Regions from separate parts of the Mus musculus genome. Here region 2 is linked to region 1. The links are chromatin contacts, called in public ChIA-PET maps. All regions are on one chromosome and are shown on one strand. Each heading gives the region's core, a stretch centred on a gene start, on an enhancer-like site or on the middle of the called end of the contact. The rest is flanking DNA. Distances are from core to core; before and after follow the strand shown. Region 1 overlaps Abtb2 (ankyrin repeat and BTB (POZ) domain containing 2). Region 2 holds the start of Caprin1 (cell cycle associated protein 1).

Region 1 (5,448 bases), core at 296-2,795:
GAAAAGCTGCCCTTAGTAAGGGTCAGATTGAGGAAGCCAGGCCTCTCCTCTGCCACCTTCGTGGGTTTTCTGAACCTCTGAGCCCCTGTGTCCTGTTTGCCGTTAGAGGAAGCTCCAGGAGCAGCTACTTCTCTGGCTGCCTGGAGTCTCTTGCCTACATTCTGGCTGGAAGTGAGCTGCTGAAGGGAGCCCCACCAATAACCATGAAAGGATAACAATCACCCGCGCTGATGGCTTTCACCCTGTCCAGCTCTTGGAACAGTATCTCAGCACAGCATCTCTTCGATGCTATCTCAGACACTTTGATTTCTCTTTCTTGTAGTCCTGTGTTTCGCCAACTGTTATGACATTTAGACCAGAGAAAAGGGAGCCAGGTTTCGGCTTTCTGCCACCAACTCAGCTGGTACTGGCTGCTGGAAAAAGCACAGCCTCCTGCTGCTTTTGATGCCAGTTTCTGCCACCCAGGAGCCCTAGGGCAGGGCTGGGATCTGGCATTGCAGCACCAGATTCCTCTTGTCTTGGAAACTGTGGGGCAGTGTGTGGCTGTAGGTAGTGGTCCTGAGGACTTCAGGAGGCTCAGGAAGGATGGAGGGATGTTGATAACAGGATGTCAATGATGCTGGTGTTATCCTCAGCTTTAATAAATAAGGGTTGGTTCCAAAGCGGTTAAGTGTGTCTCAATTATTATTCCTTTGACTCCTCTAAATTGATTATGTGCTAGCATCTCCATTTCACAGACAAGGAAACTGAGGCTCTGACCATTATTTAAGGTACACAGACTAGAAGTAGCTGACCTTCGATCTGAAGCCACAGGTATTGGAGTCTGGAGTATCAGCTCTGATCAGGTTTCTCAGTGATGGTTTTTAAGGCTGAGTATTCAAGGCACCAAATGATTTTACATATTAAAGGTGTCAGATCCTGCCCCAGACTAATGAAATCAAAAGTCTGTGGACATGGGTCAGTATCGGGACCCCACTCTCACCAACACTTTTGGCCCTGGAATTGGCAAGAGTCCCCAGGCAACTAACTGTGATTTGGGGAATGAGAATCAGCAGGGAAGAGACAGTGTGCACCTTGGTTGGGGATAGTACCTGAAGGACTCTTTCTGGGTGGGGTGTTCCAGTTGTGGTCATTCGTCCCTGCTTGTAGCTAGTTGCTATCTGTGACTGTACTGGGAGAATTTGGCAGTCAATAGGCTTAAGTCAGTCCTTAGCTGTTGTAGTATATGAAAATGAAATGCGTGCACAGTACCACTTCCTCTACTCATCAGGCATTTCTGAGCAGCTTGTGTGAGGGAGACTCTGCAGGACTCTGGAACACAAGAAATACCGAATCAGACACCCATTAGCTGAGAGGTGGAAGCTGACTAGTTAAAGTAATGAATTGTCTCGCTGATTGAGTTACGTCATATGCACAGTTAGACCCTGATGCTTGCTGCTATTCTGTAGAGTTAGCTGAGTCCCTAAGGCTTCCTGTGGGTAGGGCCATCTGTGAGAGACTTCTGTGAGTTCGGGGCGGCTAGCCCACAGCAGAGACGCCCTGAGCTCTCAGGCTTGGAGAACACAAAGGCAGCGCTTGTTCTAGAACAGAGGCGCCTGCAGGTGCGTGGGGCGGTTTTAGACCATCCTTTCTCAGCATTGTGGCCTCACACAATGATGGCACATTTCCTGTCAGGGGCTGCTAGGATGTTGAAAAGACTAAGACAGAAACACAACACAGGATATGGGGCCCTGTGACCCCACAGATTCCAGTAAGGCAGGGTAGAGCCCTTATCACAGTGAAGTTCATGGGCTTTGGAGTCACCTAGCCGACAGCCCACATACTTCACTGCAGCTTCTTTGTGACCAGAACGCATGGAGTCAGGATATGTTCAGCAAATAAGTCTCAGTGCCTCTGACTTGACCCTTAGCGCTGTAAGGACTGAGTTGAGTTTATAATGAATTGTTGAGTGTCCAATGGATGGTGGCAGCCATTATCTTCCAAAGTCCCAGGGTTTGCACACGAGAGCATAAGGGAGACTCTCCACAGGGCCCGTGCTTTGGCTGGTTCCCATGGTCAGAGAACTGAGGGAAGGCCCCTAGGGCGGTGGAGAGAGTGGAGATGTTGAAAAGGAAACCACATTAGCATAAGTTCTGGAGGAAGACAGCCCTGCCAAGTGTTTGTAATTCAGCTGTTAAGGCAAGACTGGAAATGAAAGGGAAACCAAATTGCTATTGTGCATCTAGGTGACAGTCTCCTCCTCAGCCTGTGGACTCTGGGGTAAACAGTAATTACACTAAGTGAGGGAGCTGCTACCCTAGGAGAATGTGGGCTGGGAGCTCAGACTTGTCCTTTTCCCCCTTCCCAGGTGATCTGGTCTCTCGAGCCATGCACCACATGCAGGGCCGCCACCCCCTGTGCCCAGGCACCAGCCCTGCTCGCCAGGCCCGCCAGCCACCACAGCCCATCACGTGGTCCCCCGATGCTCTCCACACACTCTACTACTTCCTGAGGTGTCCACAGATGGAGTCCATGGAGAACCCCAACCTGGATCCCCCAAGAATGACTCTGAATAATGAACGGTAGGTATCATTTTTGCCTGGTCACCAAGTAGGAAATGCTCACAACACACATGTATCTTCTAACAGTGCAAGCAGCCTCCTGGAGCTGGCTGGCTGGTCTTAAAGGTGGCCTGGGTGCTCAGACAGATGAAGGCTCATGTGCAATATGATATTTCAAGTCCCATGTGTAATATATTTCTTTACCAGGGCAGATGTGTTATGGGGTCACCAAGGCTGGGAAGTGGGCTTTCGTCTCAGCCTGGAGTTGGTCAGCTTAGCGTGCACCAGCTAGATCAGCTCTTTGAAAGTTCAGTTTCCTCTACAAAACGAGACATCCTTGCAGCTCTGGAAAGGTGGCAGTGTGGTTGAGTGAGCACACACTTTGAGAAAAAGCCATAAGGACAGTGGTAATTGGCCCTCTATCTGTGGTAGCTGTCACCACAGCTCTCTTTGGATGTCATCTTTGGATGACAGTGACACTATTATAAGAGGGATCTTGGGCATGTTTGGTCCCATCAGCTTGTTTCTTAGATGAGAACACTGGGGCCAAGGCAGGTTTTTGTTGTCTTCAGGGCTCCAGCCCTTTGAAGCTGAACATATGTGCATGTTGTGGGCGTCCCAAGGGTGATCCTATGAGGAGCTTGAGAAGGGGGTGCCTGAGTGGCAGGTCAACCTGAGGACAGGACTGCAGCTCTAGGTCTCAGAGGTCTAAAGGCTTTGAAAGCACCAGGCATCCATGTAGGCAAAATATTCACACACTTAAAATAACAAAACAGCCTTAAAAATTTAATAAATATTTTAAAAACATACACTCCATATAATCTGGGCATGGTAGTATATGTCTTTAATCTCAGCACTCAGGAGACAAAGGCAGGCAGATCTCTGAGTTCAAGGCCAGCTTGTTCTACATAGCGAGTTCTAAGATAGCCATGGAGAGAAACCTGCCCCCCACCAACCACCAAATACGTGTGTATTTGAGATATATGTGTGTGTGTAGATATGCATGTGTCTCTGTATGTGTGTGTATACATATTGGTGCTGCATGTACTTACCCTGTGAGCTTGAAGTTGTGTTCTTCTACATGGGAAAACCCCTCACTACAGGGCTTCACCTGACAGAAGGGTGGCCTGAGGCCTTCCCCAGCTGACTGTTGTCTTCAGGCACATCAGCCTGCTCCTCAGCGAAACCCCCTTCTCCTGGGCCTCTACAGTCTCCTAGTCTACCCACTGAGGTTCAGTTCCATGCCCTGGTTGGTTACAGACAGCTTCCAGGCAGCATTGGTACTCCTGAGAACATACAGCAATGTTTGGAGCAGAGCATGGAGTGCTGTGAACAGATGGCTTGGGTACAAATAATAACACTGACATTCGTGAACCTTGAGACCTTTGTGCAAGGTTCTAAACCTCACGGTGCTTCATTTCCTTAGCTGTAAATATAGAGTGGTGAAGAAGCCTGTGTAAGGGTTCCAGGAAGGCCGCCAGTGCTCAGTGAGTATTTACTATGTATCAGACACAATGCTGAGCACACTATGGGTGTGTGCCTATCTCACATTCTACCAGGAAGGAGGTGTTCATTTTATACATGAGTACATAGAGGCACAGAAAGACTCAGTAACTAGCCAAGACCACAGAGGCTGTGCTCATACCACTGCACCATATAGCCTGTAACTGGAAGAAACATAAAACGACAGTGGCCTGGCACACACACAGGAGTAATGCCAGCAGTAAATGCTATCATCATTGTTGCTATTACTGTTATCACTATGATGTCAGCATCATTTTATCTCTCTGGATGGCTGAGGAGGCCCATCTGGGCCTGACCCAAACAAGGCTGCAGCTGGAACCCAAGGCATTCTGAAAGTCAAGCCCATACAGTGGGAGGCGTGGCCAGATCGCAGGCCCTGCTCCCCAGCTGTTTCTGCTTTGTGGAGAAAGTGTTGCGGTTGCAAAAGTTGGCTGGGAAGGGCTAGGCAGACTGCATTAGAGAGAGGAGAGAGGAGACCTGTTTGCTGTTTAGTGAGGTTCCGAGAGGTGTGAGGCCCAGCCCAGCCCCCCAGCAAAGCCAGCTTGGATAAACTGAACAAGGAGCAGAGCCTGTTGCCCCGGGCTGGGGCTACTAGGTCCTCAGGCCGAGACCCCCACCCCAACCCAAGCGTTTATGTGGCAACACCCTCTGGCTTTGCCCATAGGGGTAATAGTGCCCTCTCCCCCATGATCTTAACAGGCAGCATCAGGCTCCTCTGTGGCAGGAGTCCATTATCTGCATGTGGTGGTAGCCACTGAGTTTGAATAGTAACAGACACATGTGTATGCGTTTAGAAACCAATTATCTAGAAACCACACTCTGCAGCATGAGTCTACTGGTCACAAAGGTATTTTTCCATGAATCATTTCAAACAAGTATTAGATTGGTAGGAAATTGGAACCACCACTGTGGGAGCAATGAAATCCAAAATTTTCAAATCTTAATACAGACAAGCAGATGCTTCTGCGATCCCAGGTACACAGTGCTTCATGAACTGGTCCCCCTCTGCTGATGTAGGCCCTGCTGTGCCTCAGACCTTCTTGGACAGGACAGACCCTAGAGGCTGTGGAGACAGTGCTGGGCTGGGCCTCAGAGCCCCTTGAGTCTCTGCTACCCCAACACCCTTACCAAATAGCTGAGAAAATTTGCCTCCTTGCAGTAACTGGAGTTTGCCAGGATCCTAGGGCTTTGTTTTTGTGAGCTCACAATACTCCCCTGACTCTACCTGCTTCCTCCCCTGAGGCCCTTCCTCGCTCATCTCAGAAATGTGCAACCCAAACTGCTCAGAGACTGTGATTCCAGGTGTGGCAGTGAAGGTGTGGCCTGAAGTCCTTTCTTGGGGACTGATGTCTGGGTCTCTTTGGGACTCTTAAGTGATCTCTCA
Region 2 (5,810 bases), core at 2,575-5,074, 120 kb after region 1:
AGTAACTTTTGTTAGAATGCCTTCTTGGTCTAGCAGGCTGTAGTATGAAAAGGTAAGAATCAAATATGACCATTACATTGGAGTTTCTAAAGAAGTATTAAAACTGATTCATAGAGCAAATCCTCTTTTTTTTTTTTTTTTTACAAATGCTCAGTCCTACTGAAAACCTCTCACGGGTCAAATCATCCAGTCATAGAGAAATAAATGAAAACCAGATGTGCTCATATTAATGCAAAGTCCAATGCCTTGAGCATCTTCAAAGTAACTGTAGCTTCTTTAACAGTCATTAAGATCCAATATAATCACTGGTCAGTGGTGGCGCACACACCTTTAATCCCAGCACTTGGGAGACAGAGGCAGGTGGATTTCTGAGTTCAAGGCCAGCCTGGTCTACAGAGTGCACTCCAGGACAGCCAGGGCTACACAGAGAAAGCCTGTCTCAAAAAAAAAAAAAAAAAGAGAGAGAGAGAGACAAAACAAAAACAAAAAAGATCCATTATCAGCAGTCTAGTGAGGGAGCAGCTCAGCCCAGCCTGTGTTTATAACCCCATCTTCTCACTGTTTCTTCAGCAATCAAAACACTGACAACAGAAATGATGAAAACATTTTCATGTAACTGTGTTGTTACATCATAAGATACTATTATCTGAGTCAATCTTCATATCAATCATGAATCTTGGAAAAAAACGTATCTCTGAGTAGTCCTGGCTGTCCTTAACTGGCTCTGTAGACCAGGCTGGCCTCACACTTGAGATCCACCTGAATGCAGGAACTAAAGGAGTGTACCACCATGGCCCAGGTGATGACATTACTCTTACCTATAGCTAGAGAGAACAAGTGGCCAGTTATGGTTCAAGTCTCCATGGGGATAACCTCATTTTCTGTGTCTTGTTTTAAAATGCCCTTAAACACTTCAATCTGTCACCTCACAAATATAATGACTGCTACTCAACATTGCTCTTTAATAAACATATTTGAAGAATTTGCAACCACTAACATTGATACCTCAAATCATTAAAGCTCATGTCGGATCCTATTCTACAAGAAACTGAGTTCCCAGAAATTCCAAAAATTAAACCGTTTGGAGCAACAGCCTAACAACACTGCTTTATTGCATTAGGAAAATTTAAAGATACCCAAGTTAAACTCAATTTCACACAGGGTACCAAACACACGCAAGTATCAGAAAATGCTAGCAGGGTGTGGTGGCGCAAGCCTTTAGTCCCAGCACTTGGGAGGCAGAGGCAGGAGGATTTCTGAGTTAGAGGCGCCAGCCTGGTCTTCAGAGTGAGTTCCAGGACAGCCAGGGGTACACAGAGAAACCCTGTCTCAAAAAGAAAAAAAAGAAAAAAAAAGGAAATGCTGGCATGAAATTCCATATTTGAATGTAGCTTACAGTGCTTTCACTATTTTAATATTTCCTCTTTTCACTATTTAATAATTTAATACATTAAAATTTCTTATCAAAATAGCTAAAGTTTCATATCTTGTTCATGTATATTCACAATTTCAAATAAAGTCTGGGAAGTTTTAGTAATATGGCCACTCTTCAACACTGAAACAGAAAAAGTACAAAGGTGAATGTTTCAAACTCACTACTAAAAATGGGAAATCAGCAGATAAACCACAAGATTAAGATGTAAATAGCCTGGATTTTTCCAACTTACCTCCTACAGCTCAGATTTTTAGCCAATATCCTATCTCACTAATCTCCTCTAACTAGTTAAACAACTAACTAAACATCTTCATGGGAATTTTTCAAAATTTTAAAATATGCCCCGGCAGGCATAAGTTATCAAAAGTTACATTATACTTAATGTAAAAGGGCAAGTTAGAATAACAGTTCCAGGTAAATTGCCTCCATTTTCACTCTACCACCCCATGTTTGTCCCTTTCCACTACTTTTCTTAATCAGGGTAGAAATTTACTTCTACCCAGACTCTTCCTCTAAACTGTGTTGGTATACGGTCCTACACTAAACGCATAAAACAAAAAAGCCGGTTTAAGTAATCTAACAGTATGGTCCAGAATGGCTAAATATTAAAGCCAAAACAGTGTGGGTGTGGCTCGACTTTTTGGGAGGGGGGGCTAGGCGGGGCTGCTGCCTGGTCTCTGCCCTCCCCCTCTGCTTTCGCTTTGTGCTCACAATGCAGCTCCTGTACAGCGCTTCCCTCTCCCGCAGCCGCCGCCATGTTAGACACTCCATGTGCCCAGAGACCCAGAGGCAGTCTCCAGTCTAAACTAGATCCACCTCCGAAAGATCAAGGAAATCTCCCTGACCCTTTAGAATGCTGAAGCGGTAAAAAATAATAAATTAAAAAGAAAAGGTCATGGCAAAAAACAACAACAAAAAACACTCATTTAAAAACTACCTCGTGACTAGGCTGGGCGTGAGGTTCCAAGCACCCAGACAATCGAAACAAAGGGGGAAACGTAGGGAGCCCATCGGAAGGGGGCGGGGGTACCCAAGCAAAGGCCCGCTTAACTAGGACTTGACGGGACTGCAACCCTAGTTCAGGTCTAGACACATATCTTTTCTTGGGAAGAGAGCCATTCCACCAGCCCCCAGCCTAGGTACCAAAGGCAAACGCCACAGTTACAAGGCATGGACCGCTCAACTCCACGAGCAATCGGGCCGGGCACACTGTTTCTTCCCCTTGGCCTCCTTCAAAAGTCAGGCCTCAGTTTGGGAGCATACCCAGCAACGGGCCCACCACCCAAGCAACCGGTCACCAGGCGGAAAGGCCCCGCTCAGCCTGATGTGAGTAACCGAGGCCTAGAGGCAGCGCCGCGTTGGGGTCAGGTGACAGGCACCTCCCCGAGGCGCCCGTTTTCTGGGCAAGGAGCACCATCCACCGCCGGGACCGGTGTAGGGCTGGAGCCACGAGCCCTCCCTCTCCACTAACTCCTCGCACCTTTTTCTTCTCCAGGTTCCGAAGTTTCTTGTCGATTACGCCGAGAATCTGCTTCATGGCCTCGGTCTGGACGGCGCCGGTGCCGGTTGCCGGATGCTGAGAAGCCGGCGCAGCTGCCCCGGCCGCCGCCTCACTCCCGGAGGAACCGGACGGCGGCGGCGGTCCCGACGATTTGCTGCCGCTTCCGCTGTGGCTGGTGGCCGAGGGCATCTTTAGACCGAGAAGAGAGGAGAGGAAAAAAGCGGGAGGGAAGGACAAGACCAGCAAGTCAGGAGACGGACGGGGAGAGACGCGGGACAAAACGCGCAGCGGGCGGGCGGGCAGGCGGCTACGCGCGCGCGCGGTGGGGGGAGGGGGCGGCGCGCGCCGCCGGCAGGAAGGGGCCCACGGGCACGCGCGCGACCCGCCAGCGGGGCGCCGGGCCGCCCGCCCCTCCCCCCTCCCCGGGGCACCAAGCTCGCGCCGGGGGCGGGGCCTGGCACGGCCGCCGTCAACCGCCAGGGCAACGGTCCCCATCGGGGCAAGTGGCACCCGTTGCCTTGCGAGAACGAGAGGGACAAAGGTCAGGGCCAGGGGTGGAGAAGGGCACTTGGAGTGACCGGGTTGGGGGTGGGGGTGGGGAGGCCCTGAGCGAGCCCTCCCAGCCGCTCGGACCGCTCCGAAGGTAAAAAGGACACCCAGGTACAGCGGCCTTCTTCCCCTTCGGCGCCTTTGATCCGGGATGGCGCTCACCGTGCGCGCGCGGAGCCGCTGGACGTCTGGAGTGGGCAGCCGAGGGGGGCAAGGGTGGTGCTGCGTTGAGAACAGAGACGTGCGCTCCGTGGGCGCAGGCCGCTTCGCCCTGTCCCCGCGGCTCTGAGCTGCTCCTAGTGGGACAAGAGCCGGCGCGGGAGGGACTTAGCCAGCCAGCGCTCTGCAACGAGGGGGGGCGGGAGCAATAGGGAGCGAGGGCCTTCAAGCCGGTGAGGCTGCCCGACTGGAATGCCTGTCGAAAAAAGGTCACCGGACCGCGCCTCCCGTCGGGCCGTGTCCTCGGCGCCAGGTTCCTGTCCCTTTGCATATCTGGAAAGTACCCTCACGGAGACCGTTATCCCAGATCCTTGAGTTTTGAGTGAAACCTAAGCTGGGGTCCTTCAGGCGAAATCTCTTGACATCCTAACGGGGACAATGGGTGTCAAGCCTCAGGCTCTGGAGCTGAGGACTGCCCCTTGTAGAGCCCTTATTTGGTGGGAGTGGGGGTTGGAGGGGCAAAGGTTTCTGCAAGTAAGGGGTGCGTGGGGTGGGTGGTGCAATCCCAGCTTCTAGAATTCCTTCTGTATGGAGAGCATGCAAACTCACCCTAAAAGGTCTGAGAAAAGGCAACTTGCCACATAATAATTATACAATAACCTAGGCATGGAGAATGAACATCCTTCATGGCTTTTTGATCTCCTTAATTACCCCAGTCATGTTAAAAACCCGTCTTCTCCTACCCTGAGATAGATAAGTACGCCCTATCAGGAATTACTTATCTTTACCCGATTTGTTTAAGATTTTACCCAAAACTTTAAAGACTATGCAAGATGCCGGGAGGGGGTGCGAGGGGGGCACTTTTTTGTCCAGGAGAATTATTTGGGGGGCGGGGGGGTGGTCAAAGAGGGTGGATAACGAGTAAAAGGAAAAAATGAGTGATCTAGAGAAAGGTACTAAAAGGAATATGATCCGTGGAAAATTCAGCAACATGATGTATGAGAGCAGTAAATGACCAATTTATAATTTAAAATCCATGAAAAGGAAATTTAGAAGAGGGTTCTATCAAAGAATTAAAATGACTAACACTGGCTGGCACCAGTATATCCTGAGGGAGCCTGGAGAAACAGCAGCACCCCGTGGCCTTGAGATACTCACTCCACTTAACTGTAAAGTCTGTAATCTGTGCTTTTAAGTATTTATCGAGCACCTTATGGCATGCTAGGAAATCTGCAGTGCTAGAGATGGTGAACAAAACAGCTTTTTTTTTTTCACAGTGTTTGTATTGGGAGGTATGCACAAAAATAACAAACCAAAGGAAGAAAAAAAGGTGATGGGGAATGAAAACCTTCCTGGGTACTTCTGAGCCAGGACTGGAGGAAGCAAAGAGAGCTTAGAGGAGGACCTTTCTAGTAAAAGAAACACCATTGAGCAAGATCTGAGAGGAGCTTGGTTAGTGCTCCTGCCTTTAATCCAAGCACTGGAGAGGCAGAGACAGGCAGGCCTCTTAAGCTCAAGACTACTAGACTAGCCTAGTCTACCTAGTAAGTTCCAGACTGAACAAGAGTGACATAGGAGAATATGGCAAAACCTTAATGTGTTTCACAGTGGCTAGAAAGAGTAAGAAAGAAAGCCATAAGCCGGGCAGTGGTGGCGCACACCTTTAATCCCAGCACTTGGGAGGCAGAGGCAGGCAGATATTCTGAATTCAAGGCCAACCTGGTCTACAGAGTAAGTTCCAGGACAGCCAGGGCTGCACAGAGAAACCCTGTCTCGAAAAACCAAAAATAAAAAAGAAAGCCATAAAGGGGCCTGGCTTCGATATTTGCTGAGTGACATAGGGAATGTTAATTTCATCAAATGTGGTTTAAATCACTCTTACTGTCATGGCAGTGCAGGCCTTTAATCCCAGCACTGGGGAGGCAGGTGGATCTCTGAGTTTGAGGCCAGCCTGGTCTACCCAGAGAGTTCCAGGACAGCCAGGGCTATTACACAGAGAAACCCAGTCTCAGAAAGCCAAAAAGTAAATTTTTAAAACCACCCTTACTGCTGTATAAAGAGTTGTCAAGAAATGTGTACTAGAGATGAGAGGCTAAAATAAAACCAGAAGCCGAGAGACCAAGGAACAGACTGTGGGAATGAGCCAGCCCACTGTAGTACAGTGAA

Evidence for each region. ChIA-PET counts read pairs in DNA pulled down with a chosen protein or histone mark.
Region 2: a contact with region 1 is called in an RNA polymerase II ChIA-PET map of effector CD8 T cells, with 164 read pairs. The contact joins the promoter of Caprin1 here to the enhancer-like site in region 1. A contact is called at or near these places in 2 of 484 Hi-C or Micro-C datasets (CD4 T cells and muscle stem cells), 3 of 115 datasets of contacts at active chromatin or transcription factors (the SCID.adh cell line, effector CD8 T cells and pancreatic cancer cells) and 3 of 9 other capture datasets (adipose tissue, liver and pancreatic islet).

What each region holds. Positions count from the first base shown.
Region 1 is chr2:103,680,931-103,686,378 of GRCm38.p6, forward strand. It overlaps Abtb2 (ankyrin repeat and BTB (POZ) domain containing 2), which reads left to right. Exons shown (of 17, transcript NM_178890.3): 3 at 2,348-2,561. Among named protein-coding and RNA genes, the nearest start is that of Nat10, 78 kb to the right of the region's middle. Within about 2 kb of position 1,546, at least 128 of the 459 cell types and tissues checked have an H3K27ac peak or open chromatin away from gene starts, as enhancers often do. A contact at or near this core is called in the SCID.adh cell line, adipose tissue and effector CD8 T cells, where this site is marked.
Region 2 is chr2:103,793,816-103,799,625 of GRCm38.p6, forward strand. Caprin1 (cell cycle associated protein 1) reads right to left here and starts at 3,825. Exons shown (of 19, transcript NM_016739.3): 1 at 3,648-3,825; 2 at 2,916-3,125. The coding sequence starts at 3,125.